2 separate regions of the Bos taurus genome follow, and region 2 is linked to region 1. The links are chromatin contacts, called in public Hi-C maps. All regions are on one chromosome and are shown on one strand. Each heading gives the region's core, a stretch centred on a gene start, on an enhancer-like site or on the middle of the called end of the contact. The rest is flanking DNA. Distances are from core to core; before and after follow the strand shown.

Evidence for each region. A called contact is a pair of places that touch in the nucleus more often than the background predicts.
Region 2: a Hi-C map of liver shows a contact between it and region 1, with 3 times the contacts expected there. The contact joins the promoter of PXDC1 here to the enhancer-like site in region 1. A contact is called at or near these places in 5 of 11 Hi-C or Micro-C datasets (8-cell embryo, blastocyst, liver and 2 more).

The regions. Positions count from the first base shown.
Region 1 is chr23:50,147,935-50,153,463 of ARS-UCD2.0, forward strand. No RefSeq gene overlaps it. Among named protein-coding and RNA genes, the nearest start is that of PRPF4B, 40 kb to the left of the region's middle. Within about 2 kb of position 1,862, at least 14 of the 102 cell types and tissues checked have an H3K27ac peak or open chromatin away from gene starts, as enhancers often do. A contact at or near this core is called in liver and skeletal muscle, where this site is marked.
Region 2 is chr23:50,213,708-50,219,101 of ARS-UCD2.0, forward strand. It overlaps PXDC1 (PX domain containing 1), which reads left to right and starts at 2,321. Exons shown (of 5, transcript NM_001076932.1): 1 at 2,321-3,058. The coding sequence starts at 2,803.

The DNA.
Region 1 (5,529 bases), core at 612-3,111:
GCACTCACGGAAGGCGAGAGGATAGCTCTGTGTTTGCTGCTTGAAAAACTCAAAAGCTGCATCAGGGCCGCGGCTGGCGGCCAAGCCAGCATCTTGTCTGGAAATAATTATGACTCGGGAACAGAGCTAAAGCAATCTTGCAGGGTACAAAACACAGCATTCAGACCCCAGAAAGTGGGACCATATTCCCTTCTGCACTGGCCCAGCTGGGCCTAAGACTCTTGGGATGTGAAAAGCAGGTTTTACCTACAGCCCACAGCTTCCGTCAGACACAGAACAGAAGAAATACAAATTAAAAAAAGAAACAGAATCAAAGTCACGTTCTTCACCCTGTTCAGTAATGACACATCCATGAAGGGGGAAGCTTCCAATAAGCTGAAGAACGATCTTTTATTGTGCAGTTTGAGAGCAGTTCCTGCAGCACTAAAGCCTTTCCAGAGTCTTGCAGCTGTCCTGGGTTGAAGATAACTGCCATGTAAGCTGTCTACATGAGGGGTGGTGATTTAACACGTGTAGACGCTGCCATCCCCGTTTGGATGTCGGGCACGAGGTTCCTCACTTGGTCTGGGCTTGGTTCCTTTCCCAAATTGAAGAGACTGACTGCCCTGTCTTGCTGACTGAGTAGGAAGTTTCACTGCGTCCAGAGTTGTGGGAAGCGCGGAGTCGGGCGGCACGTCCTGTTTCCATCCCCTGACTCGTCTCTTCCTCTGTATCCTGCCCTGCACACAGGGTCCCAGCTCAGGGGGTGAGCTACACGGGTCCTGTAAAGAGCAGGCCGGATGCGCAGCCAACGCTGAATGGGACAGGAAGCAGGCTCCAACAGGACTGCGCTTAGGAGCGAACTGGGCGAGCCTGTCGGCTTCCCTGCTCCTGCCCCGGCTGGGGGTGGGGTCGGGGGAGGCCGGACCGGGGCAGCGGTGATCAGTCTACATGGAGGTTAAGTTTCACAGGCTAGAGAGAGCTGTGGGGATCGAGGGAGGGGGTGGGAGTCCAGCACCATGACCACACCTGATGCTCCTGAACTCACAACACAAGTAAAAATGAATTAAAACAGTGCATTTTATGTTCTGTGCTTTATACCACAATTAAAAAGTACATAAAAAAAAAAAGCTAGGGGGTCAGGCTAGCTCAAGGAATCAGGATTCCCTCTCTGGCCCCACCATGCACAGCTTCTGGATAACTTCGTGTTGCCAGGGGCCAGACTTGTGAATACAGTGGAATCTGACTCCTGTCATTAAGTTCCCTGTACACTAACAGGTCTCCCCTGCTGGCTCAGGCAGTAAAGAATCTGCCTGCCAAGAAGGAGATGCAGGTTTGATCCCTGGGTTGGGAAGATGCCCTGGGGAAGGGAACGGCAACCCACTCCAGTAATCTTGCCCAGAGATTCCCATAGAGAGAGGAGCCTGGCAGGTTACAGTCCACGGGGTCGCAAAGAGTCAGACATGACTGAACAACTAACACACTAAATAACATGGTGAAGATAAAGGGATTTTATGGATGTAATTCAGGTCCCTAAACAGCTGACTTTGAGGTCATGAAAAGTAAGATTGCCCTGGGTGGGCCTGACCTAAGCAGGGGAGCCCTTTCACAGAGGACTTCCTGACAAGGGGGATTTGGAGCAGAGGCTGTCCTATTGGCCACGCAGAGCCCTGGAGTCAGGGGGCAGCCTCTGTGGCAGGGAGGGGGCCTGCAGGGGCTTGAGAGTTGCATCCAGACGGTCCCAGGGCCTGACAGCCATCCGTACCGGAGAGCTCGGAGGAGACCCCAGATTCCAGCCAGAGGAGGCCCTGCAGCTGCCCTGCTCCTTGAACCTGGACTCCTGACCACGGGACCTGTGAGTCACTGTGTTTGTGCTGCGAATCCTGAAGGTGTGGCAAGAGACGAGTGGAACCCTGTGGTCACTGGGTTGCGTCCATCCGGCCTCTGCACGGGCTGGGTGTGGCCTCTCCCTGGATCCCATGGCCACGGCAGCTTCTCCGCAGGAAGAGCGGCCCCAGGTGCCCACCCCGGAGAAGGGGGAGGATCAGAATGAAATCGGAAGTGTCAGTATGAGCTCATATAGTGTGTGTGTGTGTGTGTGTGTGTTAACACACCCAGAATTAGACATAGAAATGGTCACAGGTGTCTGTATATGTGAATGTGGTATGTTGTCATTAAGTCGTGCCCAACTCTTGCGACCCCAGGGACTGTGGCCCGCCAGGCTCCTCTGTCCATGGCATTCTCCAGGCAAGAATACTGGAGTGGGTAGCCATTTCCTTCTCCAGGGGATCTTCCCAACCCAGGGATTGAACTCAAGTCTCTCGGGTCTCCTGCACTGGCAGGAGGATTCTTTACCACTGTCCCACCTGGGCTCATCACTAAGTCATGTCTGACTCTTTGCGATCCCATGGACAATAGCCCACCAGGTTCCTCTGTCCATGGGATTCTGGCAGCAAGGATACTGGAGTGGGTAGCCATTTCCTTCTCCAGGGATCTTCCCGACCCAGGGATGGAGCCCACTTCTCCTGCGTGGCAGGTGGATTCTCTACCACTGAGCCACCAGGGAAGTGACCACATAGATACTGGTATATAATCAAGTATATCGATCTGCGTGACACAGTTTGATAGTTCCCTTCACACAAGGGCTGAAGATAAGTACCATTTAATCAGAGCAGATAAGACTGAGGAATAAGCTATTTGCATTTTCCTGCAGGCATACACTCCAGGGGATGCTGACGGGACCTCACAGGGTATCGCCCTGCTTGGAACTAGGATTTGGGTTTTGTACCATCCCACGAGCCACCACTGTGAGTCTCAGAGAGAAGAAATCATCTACAGAGACCTTTTTTCTAGCAGACAGCTCCTCTTGTTGTGTAACAGTTTGGGTAAGTTTTCAAGGTTGGCCTGGAGTCACAGCTGGGCCCATGAGGGAGAGAAGAAAACCAAAGAAGCGTCGGCTCCTCTCGGAGCAGAGTCGGTGAGGACGCTTTTGCAGTTCGTCTCGGCTCCTCTCAGAGCAGAGTCGGTGAGGACGCTTTTGCAGCTTGTCACTCCGCCGGCTGAAACGTTCCCGGGAGATGGCATTTGCCCTGTTGCTCAGCTGGGATCAGGGTGGGAACCTGGTTCTTTTAAAAGCACAACTTCAGCCCCTTACGACCTAAGACACAGTCTGAACACATAAGTGTCTAACACAAGGGCGTCGTGTAGCTCTTTCAGTCTCTCTTCATAAAAGCCCAGACCACAGAAACAGTTCCTTCCTTTTTCTCTACTCCTCTCCAGGTTACCTTCTCAAACATCCACCATCCCATAAATCAAAGTCACTCCTGAGATCCTCTATGTCTTTTTCTCTAACTAGGAAAACACCTTACTTTCCACTTTCCATCCCTGCCTTTCACTTTAGACACTGTTGCTTTAATCTAGCGGTATGGATTTAGCATAAATCTTGGAGAGAAACTGAGAAACAGTTTAGCTGTATAGAGACATAAAACCTGGAGGATGTGCTCAGTATTTCAAGATTAAATAGAATCATGGATTCAGACAGAGAAACTCGTGGGCCATGAAAACTCTAACATGTGGATGAGTAATGTGACCGAAAAGTCTTTATGTATCTGGCTGCATTTGGCTTCTATGTATAGCTGGCCTTTTCTGTCTCACCTACATCTCATTTCTTGTCATTTTTTTGAATTCCATGTATCTCTCTGTAAATTCTGTTTGTATATATAATACCCATGTTTCGAACCAACCTGTGAGCAATCCTGAGTTACATTTTTGCTGCAGAATCATCAACAGAGGCACTGTAATATCAAAGTCAGTTCATAAGCCATCTGTTGACAATATTTCTAGATCTTCTCAGAAGTCATATCTTGTGACAAGTCTGATTCATACAAACCAGATATCCAGCAATAAGAACATGACAGTGTATCAAGATCATGGAATATTATGCCACCACGAAGATGGCAACTATGTATTTTATTTTGAAACAGAGAGCTGTGTAATATCTTACGGAAAAGTAGTCCATGAAGTGTATGTGCGCTTGGATTATAACCGTGTGAAATATTTACGTATCAGAGAAGGAGTTAAAGATAATGCGCAGAAAGGGCGCAGGGCTCCTTCCAGGGCCTGAGTGGTCTTCTTACTCCTCTTTCTTTCCTTTTTGTTCTTTTCTCTCAAATAAATGCTCCATCATCTCTTGGTGCGGAACTTTAGAACCAAACCAAAGAATAAGAATCTATAGTTCTTTGCTCCCTAGTTTCCAGTTCTCTCCCCTCTCATATATTTTAAGGAAAATCACATTAATAATTGTAGAACTCGATAATTGAATTTAGATATTCTAAAATCAGCAGACTGTTTTGCTAATGGAATAATACACATGTTTGTTGGCTGCGGTATAAAATGGAGCGGTATACATTTGATGACAGTAGAAACAAAAGTGGGATAATACATTTCTCTTGACAGTATGGAAAACGAAAGCTGAATAGCCCTTTCCAGCTCACTGTGGCTAAAAAATGGAAATATGTAGACCTTAATTCATTGTCAAATGGTAACATATGTAAAACATACAACAAAAACAATACCTCCAAGCTGCCTTGCCAACAACTCGGGCAAACAACCGGCCCCAGAGCCTCACAGCAGAGCAACTGGCAATGAGCTGGCAACGAGCAACGAGCAGGGGCCCCGTTCCCTGTCTAGGCCTGCACATTTGATGTCCCACCTGCGGGAGCAGGGTATTCGCCTGGTTTAGGAACAGCGTGTAGGTTTGGTCTGTAAACAGTTAGGGATAGTCATATCCTCCATAACCTGTGGAGACAGTTCAGACCCAGGTACTGATGATTGTACCCATGAAATTAAAAGACGCTTGCTCCTTGGAAGAAAAGCTATGACCAACCTAGACGGCCGATTAAAAAGCAGAGACATTACTTTGCTGACGAAGTCATAGACAAAACTATCGTTTTTCCAGTAGTCACGTATGGATGTGAGAGTTGGACCATAAAGAAAGCTGAGCATAAAGAAAACTGATGTCTTTGAACTGTGGTGTTGGAGAAGACTCTTGAGAGTTCCTTGGACTGCAAGGAGATCCAACCAGTCCACCCTAAAGGATATCAGTCCTGAGTATTCACTGGAAGGACTGATGTTGAAGCTGAAGCTCCAATATTTTGGCCACCTGATGTGAAGAGCTGACTCATTGGAAAAGACCCTGATGCTGGGAAAAGATGGTTAAATGGCATTACTGACTCGATGAACATGAGTCTGAGAAAACTCCGGGAATTAGTGATGGACAGGGAGGCCTGGCGTGCTGCAGTCCATGGGGTCGCGAAGAGTCAGGGAAAGAAAAAGGATGTGCACGTCTGCTCCACATGCAGCCAGTTCTCAGACCTCAACAACAATTGCGGAACAAACCAACCAGGCAAGTCGCCCCCAAACCCCATGGCCTTGACAACGTAGTCATTATCTGTTATCTCTCTCGGTTTCTGTGTCAGAAATTTGGGAGTGGTCCACCTGGATGGTTCTGGCTCCCGTGGAGTTAGCCATCAATTTTTGGCCAGCTCCCCC
Region 2 (5,394 bases), core at 1,071-3,570, 66 kb after region 1:
CTCATTAATTTTTGAGGATGTTTATAAGATTAAAAGCTGATTCAAGGACCATTTGTGGAAATGGATTTGTAGAGTCAGATTATATTAAAATAAGATTGCAACGCTAGATAGAAAAATGGTCAGTGTCTTATAGAGCAGTACATTATAACCTTTGACGTTAACTTTACTTTGGGAACAAAAATTATTCGCATCTCTTCTGTGCACAAATCTACAGCTTGGTATGCCTTTCATTAAAAGTAAATAGCAGCATCCAACACCAGTACATTTGACTAGAAAAGGAAGTAATCCTTGGGCTTGAAAAATACCCTTTGATAGGACATTGAAAGGATCACTGTTTTTCTGGTCTCATTTTCAGATTTTGGATAATTTTTCTTAATAGATTTTTAAAAATCTGTATCAAAACAATGGATTAAAAAGTGGCAGCTCACTGTTTTACTCAGAATTTCTGTAATGATTAGTCAGTTCTGGGCAGTTGCTATTTTTACTCTCTAGTTCCAGGTCTCTTTAAACAAACATCCCTGACAGGAAAACGCTTCCTTCTGTTTAGTGACCAGAGTGCCTGGCACAGCTGAAGGGCTGCCTCACGAAGTTAGGTCTCCTAGGCAACAGGGAAACCAAGACCTGATTGCTCCCAGGAAGATTTGGCTGGATGCATAAAAGCTCCTGGGCTTCCCTGGTGGCTCAGAGGGTAAAGAATCTGCCCGCAATGCGGGAGACCCAGGTTCGATGCCTGGGTCTGGAAGATCGCCTGGAGAAAAAATGACACCCGACTCCAGTACTCTTGGCTACAGAAGTCGCAAAGAGTCGGATGTGACTGATTGACTTGACTTCCTAGACTTGACTTCCTAAAAGCTCCTGCGCATCTGGAGAGATGCTGGTGGGAGAGATGCCCACGGCAGAGGGGGAAGGGGCACAGAGGCGGGAGGCCTCAGTGGGGCTTTGCCGGGGCGGGGGTGCGGGGTGCGGGGTGGGGGGGGGGAGCGGCGGGGGGAGCGGCCCCGCCCCCCACCTCCACCTCTGGTTTCTCTTGCAGACCCCGCGGTCAGCCCATCAGTCACCAAGATTCAGCAGTCAGCCCCTCAGTCACCAGCACGGACAGGTTGCTGCCACTTTGGGGAGTCGCCAGCCTGTGGAAAACACCTTTTCTTCCCAGCTCACAAGGCAAACGGGAGGTAAAGATAAACTTGGATGAAAACTTGGATGAAAACTTGGATGAAAACTTGGACGAAAGCTGACGATCTGATATGGGCGAATCACTGGAGCCGGCTGAGCAAAACTTGGAGATGGTGATTGTGTGTGAGGGTGTGTTGGGGGTGTGTTGGGGGTGTGTTGGAGGTGTGAGGGACACACCCCTCGGACAAGTTGCTTCACGTGACCGGCAACCGGCCCTCGGTGCCCACCGTTTCTGCCGAGCTTCTTTAGACTTTCTAGAAGTGCAAAGCGCTGAAGGGCCTCGCCCTGGGTCTGACCACCCCGCCTCGGGCGACGTGAGGTCGCCCAAGACACTGCAATTGAGTTCCAAAGCCTGAACTAACTTCCGAGTCTTGAACTCTGGCTTGAAGTTACCTCCCAGTGAGGACCATCATGCGGAGCCGGGCGGCTGCGACCCCAGGTTCTCCCCCGGGCAGCTGCCCCGGGGCCACTCCCGAAAGCCCTGGGCTCAGCACGCGCCCAGCGCAGGCGGGGACGCTCTTCCCCGGGGCCCTCTCCCACCGCCGGCCCGGCCTGCTTCTGAGCAGCGGGTTCCCTCTCCTTCCGGGGGTGGGGGCCCTGGGGAGCCGGCGCGGGCCCGCCGCGTCGTCTGTCCCCTGCTGCGTCCGGGCAGTGGCGCGACTGGAATGCGCGGGGGACGCGGGGCGGGCGGCTCCGGCCTCGGGCCCGGCCCGGGGTGGACGTGCGGGCGGCGGGAACCCGCCAGACAGTCCCGGCGCCGGGGCCCCGGAGCGGTGCGCCCCGCCGCGCGTAAGTTCAGCTTCCACTCCCGCAGGTCGGGTGGGGCACGTAGCCCCCCGACCCGAGAGTTTCCCAAGATCGAGAAACGAGACGAGAACAGTCGCCACCCGGGGCCGGCTCAGTCTCTTCCGGGCCTGGCCGGCGGCTGGCGGCCCGGGGAGGGGGTTGGCGGGCGGGCGGGGCGCGGAGGCGGGGCCGGCGCTCGGGTTTCCGCTCCGCCCCGCGGCCTGGGGACCCGCGGCCCCAGCGGCGCGGGCTCTGGAGGCGGCGCGGGGCGCGGCGGCCAGGCCACCCCTCCGCCCGGAGGCGGGGACGGCGGAGGCGCCCTCGGCCTCGACGTCGGGACCGCGCCGCCCGCGATGGGAAGCGCCTTATAAGCCTGTGGCCGCGCCACCCCGGAGAGCGCGCGGACCCCGGCCCCGGGCCCCTACCGAGCCGGTCTCCGGACAGGTTAAGGGAGGACCTCGGCCCGTCCCCGGCCTCGGGCGAACCCGGAGAAACCGGGAGAAACCCCGGATCGCTCCAACTCTGGACAGACCTCGGACGAACCCCAGCCTGGGATAGATCCCGGCTGCAATCGGCTCCCGGCCCCGGACGGACCCCACGCGGACCCCGGCCGCTGGCGGACCCCGGACAAATCCCAGATCGCTCCGATTCTGGACAGACCTCGGACGGACCCCGGCCCCGGATAGACTCCGGCCGCGGGTGGACCCCGGACAGACCTTGGCCCGGAATAGATCCCGGCTGCAGACAACTCCCGGCCCCGGACGGACCCCGCGCGGACCCCGGCCGCGGGTGGACCCCGGCCCGGGCGGGCGCGCCCCTGCCGGCTGGGGATGCGCGGGCGGCATGGCCTCGGCGGTGTTTGAGGGCACGTCGCTCGTGAACATGTTTGTGCGCGGCTGCTGGGTGAACGGAATCCGCCGGCTCGTTGTCAGCCGGCGCGGCGACGAGGAGGAGTTCTTCGAGATCCGCACCGAGTGGTCGGACCGCAGCGTGCTCTACCTGCACCGCAGCCTGGCCGACCTGGGCCGCCTGTGGCAGCGCCTCCGCGACGCCTTCCCGGAGGACCGGCCGGAGCTGGTGCGCGCGCCGCTGCGCCAAGGTGGGCGTGGGCCCGGCCTGGAGGACTGGGTGGCTGAGGGTGTCAGGGGGCTCGGGGACCGAGGGCCTCGAGGTCTGGGAGGCAGGAGTGGGCTCGTGTAAAGTGCGAGAGGGGGCCTGCAGGGGCGCTTGTTAAGCCGGGATGGCAAGCGCTGGCGGGCGGGCGGGAGTCTGCGTGCGGGCCGAGGCAGGCGGGACGGGCGAGCCACCGGCCAGCCCCTGCGACCGCGGCCGGAGGGGCTGCGGGAGCCTTGGGGAAGAGTCAAGGACAGCGTCCCGCGGGGGGCGCGCCCTGTCTGGCGGCACCCCCCAACCCCGCGGGGCCGCTCCTCCTGTCCCTGGTGGCCGGGTGGCCGACAGCCTGAGTGCGAGGTGCCACGCGGCCTCTGTCCCTCCCCGGGAGGGGCCGCTGGGGTGGGTCCGCCTTGGGTTTGATGAACCGAGCCGCCTCCTCCAGGCCTTGTGACTTTCCTGGCTCTCGGGGACTGGGTGGCTTCCCATTTCGTCTCCGCGGCCCACGGTCTGGCCCTGGAGGCCGTGGAGAGGAGGCTGGAGGAGAGGGAGCCGAGGCTGAAGTTGAGGCTGGAGGGCTGGAGGGCTGGGCCTCCTCCCCACCCCACACGCAGGACCACCTGCCCCGCTGAGAAGGCGGGTGCTGTCCTCTGAACGCAGCCCAGGGACACCTTCAGGGGCGTCTCCCTGAGTTCTTGGGATACTCTCCACCCCCCTGGTGACAGCCCCGCCCCGAGTGTGAATTATCTGGGTAATTAGCTCATTCTCATGACACATCTTCTGGCAGACGCCTCACTTGGCAAGTCTCCCAACGCTGGCAAGTTTGCTGGCCCTGCCGCTGGAGTCTCAGGCTGATGGCTACTCTGGAGGGGAGTTCAATGCCATCCCAAGCATGGCAGCAGTTTACCTTGACTCGCTGTATGGGGGTGTGTGTGTATTACTGTATTTTCAATGTATCAATTGGATGCCCAAATCAGGAAAGCTTAGATGAAGGACCAGCTTTATTCAATGCCTTTCATCTTCTCTGGAATGGGGAGGGCCATAAGCAAACAGGTGCCCCCGAGAGCTAGCACAGAGGCTGCCTTTCCCTCCTCCCCTCATCCCCTCCCGGGCCTCCAGGTCTCACTGTCAGAGGACCCCACTCAGCGGTGTTCCGGGCTGGCTCCTCCCCTTAATGCAGGACTCCGCGCCCACTTTCCCTGTGTGGGTTGGCACGCGTGCCCCCTGTCTGGCAGTAGTAAGCCCTCCAGGGATGTGGCTCCTGTTGCCACCCTCAGTGGCTTCTGACGAGGGTCACAGGGGTTGGGGAGGAGGGCGCAGCTTCAGTTGTCTTGGGACCTGGTGAGGAAACGGAGCAGAAGGTGGGTGAGTGTGAGGTGTGAGTGTGAGTGTGACCCGCCATACACACACCCCCGCTGTGCATACACACACCCACATTGTGCAGAAGGTGGGTGACTGTGAGGCACATGACCCGCTGTGCACACCCACACCCCCATGCATACATGCACCCCCCATCGTGCACACATATACACACCCATCGTGCACACATACACCTACCTTGCACACATACATCCCCATCATGCACACCCACACCCGCCGTGCACACGCACACCCCATTGTGCACACACACCTGCCGTGCACACACTCCCATCATGTACACACACATCTGCCCCTACAGTGCACACCCACACCTGCCTTGCACACGCACGCTCCCATTATGCACACCCACATCTGCCTTGCATGTGCACACTCCCATTATGCACACACACACCTGCCTTGCACACACAGGCCCCCATTGTGCACAGGCAGGCTCCCATCATGCACACCCACACCTGCTGTGCGCACGCACACTCCCATCATGCACACACACGCCTGCCGTGCACACGCACACCCGCTGTGCGCATGCACGCTCCCAGCTCTATCTCTGTGTGCAGGCTGCACTGGGTCAGTCCTGAGTTTCTGAAGTGTCAGCACAGAGAGTGCCTCTGCTGAGTGGGCACCCTCAGGGAGACAGGAAGAGCGTGGTCACCAGGGAGAAACCAAGACCCAGAAGGGATCGCATAGCTGCGTTTAAGCGTCTGAAGGGGAAAGCCACAAAGACGTGGGTATTACATGTGATGGGGTGCGGGGCAGTTAGAAGAGGACCAGGGTTGGGTGTGCATGCTCTCTAACGGCCGTGATGGACTGTGGGAACCATCATCCCAGCTAGAGTCCTGACAGTCGAGACAAGCAGGGAGACCGCCATCTGACTGGGGGGCCTCCTGCGAGGCCAGCTCCGCGCCTCTGGGGCCGAGGAGGGGCGACCTCACCGTCTGTCTGGGTCTC